Regions from separate parts of the Mus musculus genome. Here region 1 is linked to region 2. The links are chromatin contacts, called in public promoter capture Hi-C maps. All regions are on one chromosome and are shown on one strand. The core of a region is the stretch at or near the end of the contact, and the rest is flanking DNA. Distances in the headings are between cores, read along the strand shown.

What was found. Promoter capture Hi-C pulls out the DNA fragments that hold promoters and counts their contacts.
Region 1: a promoter capture Hi-C map of hippocampal neurons shows a contact between it and region 2, with 2.2 times the contacts expected there. The contact joins the enhancer-like site here to the promoter of Syt10 in region 2. A contact is called at or near these places in 5 of 39 promoter capture datasets (cranial neural crest, embryonic stem cells, hippocampal neurons and 1 more).

The regions. Positions count from the first base shown.
Region 1 is chr15:90,788,634-90,794,238 of GRCm38.p6, forward strand. No RefSeq gene overlaps it. Among named protein-coding and RNA genes, the nearest start is that of Cpne8, 110 kb to the left of the region's middle. Within about 2 kb of position 1,493, at least 8 of the 459 cell types and tissues checked have an H3K27ac peak or open chromatin away from gene starts, as enhancers often do. A contact at or near this core is called in hippocampal neurons, where this site is marked.
Region 2 is chr15:89,839,018-89,844,544 of GRCm38.p6, forward strand. It overlaps Syt10 (synaptotagmin X), which reads right to left and starts at 2,843. Exons shown (of 7, transcript NM_018803.2): 1 at 2,602-2,843. The coding sequence starts at 2,752.

The DNA of each region.
Region 1 (5,605 bases), core at 243-2,742, 950 kb after region 2:
GAAGTAGAGGTGGGGAAGGGAAGGCGAGCTAACAAGTTAGGTCGTGTCTCAACCTGCTATTCACCCAAGGCTCAAGGGCAGAATGGACACTGAGCTGTGTGGAAGGTATGATGTACAGCTGACAGATGCATGGCTTCTGGCAAAGACTGATGATGGACGTAGCCTAGAAACTTGAGCTTTGACAGGCAAGACAACCTCATAGCCACACACCAAAATCAGACACCATCTCCAAGCAAGCTTAGTTTCACAGAGCGACCTTACACACCTTACATTTAAAGGCAAATCCCTACTAATCATGCAAGACTTTGTTGCTGTGGTTAGCTTTAACTGTCAACTTCACTGGATTTAGCCTCACCATGGAAACAGACCCCTGGATATGCCTTAAGGGTGTTTCCAGAAAGGTTTACCTGCAGAGGGAAGACTCTCTGTGAATGTAGGAAGCACTGTTTCACAGGTTGGGGTCTTGAACTGAAGATGAAGAACGAGTGAGCCAAGTGTTCATCTCGCTCTGGTTCCTGGCTGCACACAGAACGTGACTGACCACCTCATCCTTCTGCACCACGATGGAGACATCCTCAAAGCTTAGGGCAGAGCAAGCGCTCACATCTTACATTGTGTTTTTCAGGTATGTGGACAGAGCAACAAGAAAAGAAGCTCCTGGAACCATGATAGGGAAATTGTAGTTCAGGGCCTATTTTTTCCAATTCCAACTGGGTCAGTAGGAAAATGTAGTAAAAGCTTTTACCTCAAGATGTAGAAATTGGCATCCATATAGATCCTTCTTCCATATTCACATCCCATTAAGTTAAACATCCAATATGCTATCCATTCACTAATGGTGCTAAGAAAGGGGCTACGACTAAAGTGTCTACCCAGTACAGAATGCACATGGCGGTTTAGGACAAAGAAAGATCCAAGATCAAAGCGTGTATCATTATACACACATGGGAAGAGACAACAGCAAGGAATGGCTAAGTGAGTTACCATCACAATCTCAAGATAGATAATTATGGAAATGTAAGGATGTTCTAGGAGAGAAATTTTAGTATGTACAAGGAACTTATGGGAAAAAAAAAAAAAAACCTTCCTCTGGCCTGCCTTTTTTTTTTTTTTCTTTCTGAAGAAGCAATAGAATTAGCTCATAGGCTAACAGGGTCCTTTCCTAAGCAGATGCCACCACCTCCCCACAAAAGGCTCTCAGGATTCTGCAACCACCTTGTGCCATGAAGGGCCTGGATGAAGGAAGCAGCGCTGTCTACACTGAAGAAGAAGATTAACAGTAACTATTCTGGGTCAACAGGCACAGTGTGGACTACATAGGGTAAACCCAACATTGTGACCCTCAGACACCGGCGATCTCAGCTCCAGTGAAGCTGGGCAGGTCCTGAAACAATCAATTAGAAAGCTCAATCCTTTGCTGCAATATGGCCTCAATTGTTTGCTGTGTGCTAGAAGGAAGGAAGGAAGACCGGGAACACTGTGCTAGGCAGAAGTCCCACACCCAAGCGTTGGCATCTGCTCCCTTCAGCTTAAGAGTGTTTAAGACAAATGAGCTTAGCATTTGGTTATCACGAAATTGCATATAATCCTGTCATTCACAAAAATGTTATCTGTGCACACTCCCCTCCATTTTCTTTCTGGAACCCATCCATTGAGGCAAATTTTCTCCCTGGGAAGTTACACTTATCTTTGAAACCTGCACATTCCAGACCGTCTATTATGCTGCTTTTACTGAGCATGCACCTGGGACTAAATCCCTCCTTACCCTTCCCGTGGATGGGAGGGTACAGCTGACTCAGTCTGCTTTAATCTGTCAGCCCTGGGAAAAGATACCTGCCTGATGTCAGGCTAACCCTGCCTACACTTTCCAAGTCCAGATCTCCTCCTTTCTTGGAGGAAAGGAAATGAGGGGATACCACAGTCCACCCACACCCTCGTTTATGAACACAATTTGCCACTCAAAAGCCTTAAGACATTTGAGACAACCCAGCAGGAAAGAGATCTGATACTTCAAGAGGAACAAACCAATCAGCATGATTTCCTCTCAGCACCTTTGACCTCTGACCTCCCCTACCACTCCTCACTTAACTGGGGCCCACTCTCTTCTTAACACCTGCCCCTCTCTCCAGTTACCCAGAGTGGTGTGTCTCTCATCAGAAAGGCACTTGCACAAGAAACTGGATTTTATCTGTTTGCTATTTATACACATTTTACCACTGAAACAGGGTCAAGTTCAGATGCAACACTTTACCAGTACACCACTTAGTGTTAGGAAAAGAATCAATATAAGAAAATAGCCAAAAATGCTTGAAAGTGATTTCCCTGACAAGACAAGACTAGAGGTGGGTATGACGGAGACCTTTTTGTTTTGGTTGTTAATTTAGAACATAACATGCTACGTTTTGTTGTTGTTGTTGTTGTTGTTGTTATTGGTGGTGGTGGTAGTAGTGGTTGTGATATATGTGTTGTATAACAATATGAAAAACAGAGAATACAAAGAAAGTACTCATTGTGTTAAAATACCATTGTTTGCTAAGCTCAGAATTCTTCTCTAATATAATAACCCAAAATGCATATCTCCAAGGAAACCACAGATTTTATCCAAACAACCCAAATCAATTCTATTTTGGCTCTTCTCTTTGCATTTTATATCAAACCTCTCAAGTTGGCTGAAAGTAGGCAAGGCTTGGATTCTGGAGCCAGCCTGGGTTTCCATTGTGTACTGTGGCTTTCCAGTGTGATCCCAGCCTTCCATGCATGCACCACCCAGTCCCTGGCCATCAAAAGAGGGTAAGCAAGATTTCCAAGAAGACTTCATCGAAAAGCAGTGGGTTATGATTAAAAAAAAAAAAAAGCAGCAGCTTGTTTATTTGTGTGTGTGTGTGTGTGTGTGTGTGTGTGTGTGTGTGTGTGTTTCTAGATGTCCAAATGATTCAATTCTCTGAAGTATGTAATATTCCATATCTTTTATATAATCATTAATTAAGCACCAACCACATGTTCTATCTTCTTAACACAATTTTAAAGCTCATATGCTTCCTTCTTTTCCCACCCCCTTCCCTCTGCTTCTATGAGGGTGCTCCCCCACCAACCTACTCACTTCAGCTCTATCATCCCCCTACACTGGGGCCAAGGACCCCCCCTCCCACTGATGCCAGATACTGCTATCCTAGGCTACATATGTTGCTGGAGCCATGGGTCCCTCCACGTGTACTTTTTGGTTGGTGGTTTAGTCCCTGGGAGCTCTGGGGATCTGGTTGGTTGATATTGTTGTTCTTCCTATGGGGTTGCAAACCCCTTCAGCTCCTTCAGTCCTTCCCCTAACTCCTCCATTAGCGTCTCTGTGCTCAGTACAATAGTTGCCTGCGAGCCTCTACTTTTCTGCCTATATGAACTTTAAGATTAATCATGCTGATTTCTCATATAGAAATTAACTGGGGGCTGGAGAGATGGCTCAGCAGTTAAGAGCATTGACTGCTCTTTCGAAGGTCCTGAGTTCAAATCCCAGCAACCACATGGTATCTCACAACCATCTGTAGTGAGATCTGACACCCTTTTCTGGAGTGTCTGAAGACAGCTACAGTGTACTTACAAATAATAAATAAATAAATCTTCTTTTTTAAAGAAATCAATTGGTTTTAAAATTTCTTATGTTCTTCTGCTTTCAGATCTCAGGCACCTGGGGTAGGATATTTTTAGGGGCTAAAGATATTGAACAAAACAAAACAAAACAAGACAAACAAATAAAAGCACCACAACCACCAACAACAAAAAAACCAAAAAGCAAAAACAGTAATTGCTGGAGGCACTTTAAGATGTCCAGTCCCAAGAAGAGCAACTAGAAAAAGTCAATTGGAGAATTTGAATTTTTCTATATACAATCTATATACATGTATATGTATACACACATGCACACACACACACATACACACACACACACGGATGCACAGAGTTAACAAAGCAAAACAGTCCAGAGGAACCAATCAATAATGGTATAAAAAATAACAGTATTAGTTTCAAAATCAGCATATTTCTATGTGTTGACTCTTTTCTATAACAGAAACAAGGGAGCTCTGACATATCAGCTCCTGTATCTTATTTATCCTCAGGCTTTAACAATTAAATTTTCTGTAATTTATATGTCAATTGGAAAACTCCTGGAGGTGTTCCTGGTGAGCAACTTCAGTGACAAAGGAAAGCAAGAATCCAAAACCAGAAGAGAACAAAAGTGAAAGTTACTCTGAGCATCCTGTGGGCATGGGCGAGCCAAATCCCAGGCTCTACTGCCATGGCAGGGGTCTAGGTAAGTTCACTGGTGAGAGTAACAAAGACAGTTGGCTTTTCCATATATCTATTCTATATCATCCCAAGCCCACACTTTACAATAGCAGAGCGATGTCTTTACAGGAGAGAATGTAGAAGCAAGCCACGTATCAGTGGCTGCAGAAGAACCAGGAGGTTTGTAGATGCCTTTAAAATGGCAAAATGAATAATAGCACAGTGTTTCTACCCCTTTCGGTCCTCGGCACGGGTGTTTGCTTTCCGTGTGGCCACAGTCTTCTTCACCCATGTGTTTGTTTAAACTCTTCAGCCTCTCAAGTGTCCAATTTGTGACCAACGTCCTAAAAAGTGTGTTCGGGTTGTCTTGAAAGTTGTAGAGAAGTGAATCAGCTGTAACAGAATTTCATGTTACAATGCTGGTCAAACGACAGCTGGAAAGCAAAGACCTCATAGGATATGATAACTGACCTCAAACTTAGGGCTTCACTACACAAATTATTTCATTTGCTGAACCCAAAATTCACTGTGTGAGCCATCTAGGAATAAAGAGGAAAACTTTTTCAGAAGTTTTTCAAAGTGTCTGTAAGTATGGGTTGCTCTATCTCATGAAGAGGCCGTAGGAGAAAGCAATAGGTACCATTGAACTGGAAAGGTTTAAGATGCAGGAAATAAGGTTATTAAAAATTCCCTTCACATCCGTATCTGGGACCTGGTCATGTGGGATGGAGCAAAAAACTAATGAACATGAACTCTTTCACAAATTTCAAATGGTTGTTGGTGTAAGAGACAAAAACCTATTGCAACCCAAATAGCAATAAAAGGTCAAGAAGCCACAAGTCACAATACAGGATCCATGTTGAGAATTTAGATGACATCAGCCAAATATCATGTGCAGATAGACTAAACATAAAATAATCTCAACGCAAACAAATTAGCATTCTGAAACTATGTCCAAATCGGAATAGAATACTACACAGGCAATATACTTCTCAGTTTTTGTCAACAGATCCACCTAAAGAGCATACGTTTAATCTAACCAGCTCAAAGCTTATGAGACTGTTTTAATTAGAGCTCTTTAATAGCATTCTCCACACAGTTTGAGAGAATTCCAACACAGTTCCTGAATCCCTCCTGGAATTGGAATTCTGAACCAACAGGAAGAAAGCCAAGTCACTGTTAATGTTATGCAGTAGAAGACCACAGTATTTTTGAGGTTAATGTGGCTTTGAGGGAAACAGAATTTGCAATCCAGACTGGAGGAGTGTCTAGAAGGTAGAAACACCCAAGTCGCCTGAGCTACTTTTTAAATGCATGCTTCCAAGGG
Region 2 (5,527 bases), core at 1,593-4,092:
GCTTCTCTCACATCTAGTTTTTTTAAAAATGAACTAACCAGTACCCCGGAGCTCTTGACTCTAGCTGCATATGTATCAAAAGATGGCCATCACTGGAAAGAGAGGCCCATTGGACTTGCAAACTTTATATGCCCCAGTACAGGGGAACGCCAGGGCCAAAAAGTGGGAGTGGGTGGGTAGGGGAGTTGGGGGAGTGTATGGGGGACTTTTGGGATAGCATTGGAAATGTAAATGAGGAAAATACCTAAAATAAATGTACACATGGCGCACCTCATAGTATTGTTATACTACATTGTATTCTATGGAGTACTGTTGATTCATCTAATGACTTTTACTAAGCATCTAAGAAGGGCAGTTTAGTTAGCATTAGTCACTACAGTCTAAATCTCCAACATTTCACCAATACCTGAGCTTGATTGGCTGGACGGTGGACCCTCCAGGGCCGCATCTCTGTCCTAGTGATATACTAGATTTCTAACTCCCTTCCTGTGGCAATGACTTTGTCTGGGATTACATGAATCTTTCTCTTGCTGTTACTGGGTGACAGATTGAAGAGTGATGCAATTTCAAATCTCAAGATTGTCACTGCAATGTAAAAAGAACACTGTTAGCTATAACGCACCGGTTACTTTAAAAGTGAACCACTATCATATCAATAAAAGTCACCTACAATGCAGTCAACAGCAACCGTTGGAAGTGCTTTCATGCAGGAGCCATAAAAAAGGGCCCACGTTGTGAGAAAATCCACAGAACAGCAGGCATCTGAGTAGCTAGCTGATATAATTAAACATTTAGCAAATAACCATCAAGTCTGCTTCTATTATCCATTAATATCGGAGCACTAAACTCAGAACCCTTTGCTTTTAACTGATTTCACAGTTTACAAATGAAAAAGCAGAGGACTCTCCTTTATCTTCGAATGTCATGAGTAATTTGTGGACTGTCTTTCTCTAGTGAGAGCTACTGTCTATGTTCACATATCAGACAGGATCTCCCACTTTAATAGTACGTATTGTCCTTAAAGAAAGAAAAATACTGAATTGTTTTAGAGTCATTTTTCTTCATCCCCTTCTCTCCCCCAAATGAATGTCTAATGAGAATTAGGACTACAGTTAAGCACTGTAGTGATTATGAAAACCTCAGAACTCTTACTGCCATTTACATACCATGAAATTTACATACCTCGAATTAACACAATTACACATTTTGGACAGTCGAGAACCGAACCTGTTTTAGCGTCCATTTGTCATGCAATTTCTAACACTGTTAGCCAATGAGAGCCAGGAAACCACCTCTTCGTGTGTAATCGCAAGGGCCAAGAAAGAATAAGAATTAGGGGTATGGCCTCTGCATTGACTATTGGTGATCAAATACATGTCCTTAGAATTAAGTGTTCTCACTTCCTCCACTCTGAACCTAGGCTTAATGTTCACTTAAAGGCATTTTAGACGAGCTTACTCGGTTTACAGAGGTCTTTACAGTAGCAGCAGCACTTTGATTTTTTTTTTTTTTTACATCCTTTGCATCACACACACACACACACACACACACACTCACACACGCGGTTTAAATGGCTTTGGTTGTGTTTATACATTTAAAAAAAAAAGACGCTTCTATCACACTGACAGCAACAACAATGTATCATTCTGCTTCAAGAGTCCCTGGTTCTGATAAGCTCAGACAACCCCCCCTGCCCCCCCCCCCCCCCCCGCCCTGCTTCTGTTGCCATCAGCAGAGCATTTGGAAACCTTGGAGACAGTCAATGTAAACAACCCAAAGACACAGCTAAACCAGACCCATTCCCATCCCACCAGACTCTCCCTTCCTTTGTCTAGCTCTTAGGGTCGATGGTGAAACCATAACTCTTCTTTCATCTTCTGCACTTCTCTCCTGAGCCTGACGTTGCGGTTGCGCTTACCTGTTGCCCTGGCTACCCAGAAGGTAGAAACCCTTGCCTGGAGACCAAAATGACTCGAGAAAACAAAGTGAATGAGACAAGACCCCCCCACGCACGGAGCCAGTGCATCTCCTAAAGCGATCAAGTGACCCTGGGGTCATCTGATTACATCTCTTCCCCCTGATATTTGCTTCCAAGGTTCTGGACGCAACTGGAAAGGATTTAAAATCTCTTTTCCATTTTTTTGACAAGTGTCCTGAGTGCCTGGTGTCAATAGTCCCTACCCTTTCGCCACGGTAGCCAAGAAGCGCTAGAAAATTACATATGCATTATAAAAGGCATTGGAAGCTTTGAAGAGCTCGACAGGTTGCATCTGAAAGTTAGAGCTGAGGGATCCTTCCTGCGTTTGGGGCTTGACGACACAGCCTTCCCTCTAGAACTAGGTTCCTTGAGGCCAAGCGCAGATTCTCCTGCCAGGCTGGGTGATTCTGCTACACCCTGCAGGACAAGCTAGAGCACCGAGTCCCTGGGACGCCAGAGCAGCAGGTGGGAGAGCGCGAGAGCAGCCTGGGAGCAGAGACCTAGCAGGTGCAGGCAACAAATCCAGCGAGCAAGTCCCCCGAGGCCCGGCAAGATAAGCTCCAGCCAGGAAGTCAGCCCCGAAAATGCCCCTTGTCCCGGGAAGCGCAAGCGGATCCCCTTACCTGTGCCACCTCCTCCCTGGCCGCTCCTATCGGCTGGAAAGATGCCCGAACACTTGTCCCACTCCACCTGACCCGCGAAGCACAGCTCGGTGATGATGTGCAGCGCCTTCTGGCACAGGCTGCTCACACCGTCCTCCTTGCGGAAACTCATCTTGGCTTCTGCTCGCAGCTCCGTTGATCTCCCTTGGTCTGAGGCAGAGCCCTAAGAGTTGCGAGTTGGCCCCATGGTTGGCACGGGCGCAGGAGGGCGGCGCGCGCCAACGGACGCTGCTGCCAGGTCTGCGCTTCTCCTCGGAGCGCTCGGAGGCGCGCGCGGAGCCCAGCCGGCGGGGAGCGAGGGGCGGCGGCGCGCAGAACGGCGCCTCCCGGGTGCTGGGCGGCGCGGCCAATGGCAGGCTGGCGCGGGCAGCGGGGGCAGAGGCGACAGTGCCCTCCATACACCTTTCTGAGCCCCCGTCACACTCTTTTCATTTCTCCCTTTCAATCCAACTTTGCTACTCCCTGGTCCCTCCCCGATTCTTTATCTTTTAAAAAAAGAAAGAAAGGAAAAGCTATTCCCCGTTCCAGACCTGCGGATCTTTATTTTTATTTTTAAATAAAAGTAATCAGAAGACAGGTCATGCGAGGTAGAGTGACACCTGTTTACAATTTGTTTTTAAACGACTTGGAACAATGATAGTTTGGGGATAGAGAACGTTCTAGGTAAGAACACTGTTATCACCAGCAGTGAGGTTCATCAGAAGTTGGGTTTACCCGGCACTGTGAACAGGAAAATTTGAATTCACTGTCATCTACAGAACGAAATATGCCATCCATCAGGGTTTTATTTATTGAAATCATAACTCGTGACTGAGAGACGCCACTTGATTCTAGTTTCTTCTCTGCTGGCGGCTTAAACAGTGCGAAGACAAGATTTCTGTGTCAAACGAGTGTGGGGGATTAGGTTCAGTGCAATCAGCTACAGGCGCACTCTTAATTGTAAAGACATTGTTTTGAAGTCTTTTTCACAGCCTGTTAGAACAAAGGGCTTTAATGGGGGGCATCAATCCCCCGACCCCCGTCTAAATTTCTCTAATTCAAGTTGGTGTAAATCAGCAATGAAGCTGAAGATACAAAATAAAATTAGAAAGCAGTTACCCCAGGCTATGATAAAGCTACCACAGGCTATGATAAAAGCAACTACTCAGTTTAAAAACCCTTTCCACACCAGCCCGTGAATCAGATAGTTCTTCACTCTCTGTTTTCCAATTCCAAGTCGCCAGTCTTATCCTCAGCTTTGTAGAAGACCATTTGCTGCTGCCACAAAGTTCTCTCAGCCCCCATTTCCCACAGGATAATGCAGAACTTCTCCTCACTGAATCCCTTTATCTCAGTCTCTAACCCCTGGAGGTACTCCCTGTAAACCCTCTGGCCATACCTGCCTGAGTAGCCAATGCAATCTTCACTTTCCTTCCTGCCTTCCAATCATCCCCAGACCTGTAGCTGACCACCTGCCTGGGGCCCCTCCTAGATCTCTGCCTCTATTTACAGGGAACCACTTTGCTCCTGCCAGGAGAACAGGCAGGCTACCCTCCCTCCAGTGTACTCTCTCAGTTCCACCACTCCTATCTAGCCCATTCCCATTTCTCGGGACAGCTCCCAATACCTAGAAACACTTTCTAACCCAGGAATCCCAGTGACCACCGAAACACTCCTTACCAGGCATACCTCTTAATCTTTTAAAATAGCTACTCCTTGGGGATCAAGGGTTCAAGTCTATGAGCCTGTAGAGACTGTTCTCATTCAAGCCACGACAAGGAGGGGTGATCAAAGAAGGAGAAGGTAGAAAGCAGGAGGGGGGGGGTTGAAGAGGGACACTTAAAGCCATTTGAGGAGTCATATAGAAACCCAATACAGTAGAAGCTTCTAAAATGTACACATATATGAAAGTGATCTAACTGAAATCACCAAATAATGAGGAAACAGAGCCCTACCTGCACATCCCTCAATTAAATGAAACTTCCAAGTCCATGGATAGGTTATAGTTAATGTAGTTATTGTTCAAAGGGTCCCATAGAAGCCCCAAACAACTCAAGCTATTGTCAAAGGTATTGGTGGCTCTCCACTAGATGACAGAGAAGCCATTCCGGTAAAGACAACACCTACACAACTCACTGAAGATGGAGAAGTGGTGCTCTTGCCGACACTGGGACTTCACTCCTATGGACCAGTGTTCATGGTTACTGGAAGGTACGTGGGATGTTTCTGAAGAAGAAAGGTAAAAACCGACCCAGCTACAAACCCTTCCACTTGTAATTGTGACCTGCCTGCAAGATACAATGGGGCAGTAATGCTACAAGCATTGTAGGAATAACCAGCTAGTATTTGATTGGATTTAAGTCCTGCTCCAGGAGATGGAACTCATACCCAACCGTGCTTGGGTGGCCAAGAACCTGAGACTAGAGAGACAAGGGAGTGGGGTATCCTTGTATGAAGACTCCCCCTCCCCAACCCTTACCCAGAATATGTCTCCAACTGGTAACTGCTTACAAATGAAAACTTAGTTTACTCCAACAGAGTTCACTGGTTATAGAAAACATGCTTAGGACAGGCCACACGCTCAGCAGTAGATGATCAATACAAAACTAACTCAATGGCAATTTTGGAAGGTTATTTGTCTCAGGGCTTCTTTTCTCTTTCTTTTTTTCCTCCTGTTCCTTCTCCTCCTTCCTTCTCTTTTTAAACCTTATAGTTGTTTTATATATATATTATGTGTACTGGCTGGTTTTGTGTGAATTTGACATAAGCTGGAGATATCACGGATAAAAGAGCCTCCCTTGAGAAAATGCCTCCATGAGATCCAGCTGTAGGGCATTTTCTCAATTAGTGATCAAGGGTTGGAGGGCCCATCGTGGGTGGTGCCCTGGGCTGGTAGTCTTGGGTTCTA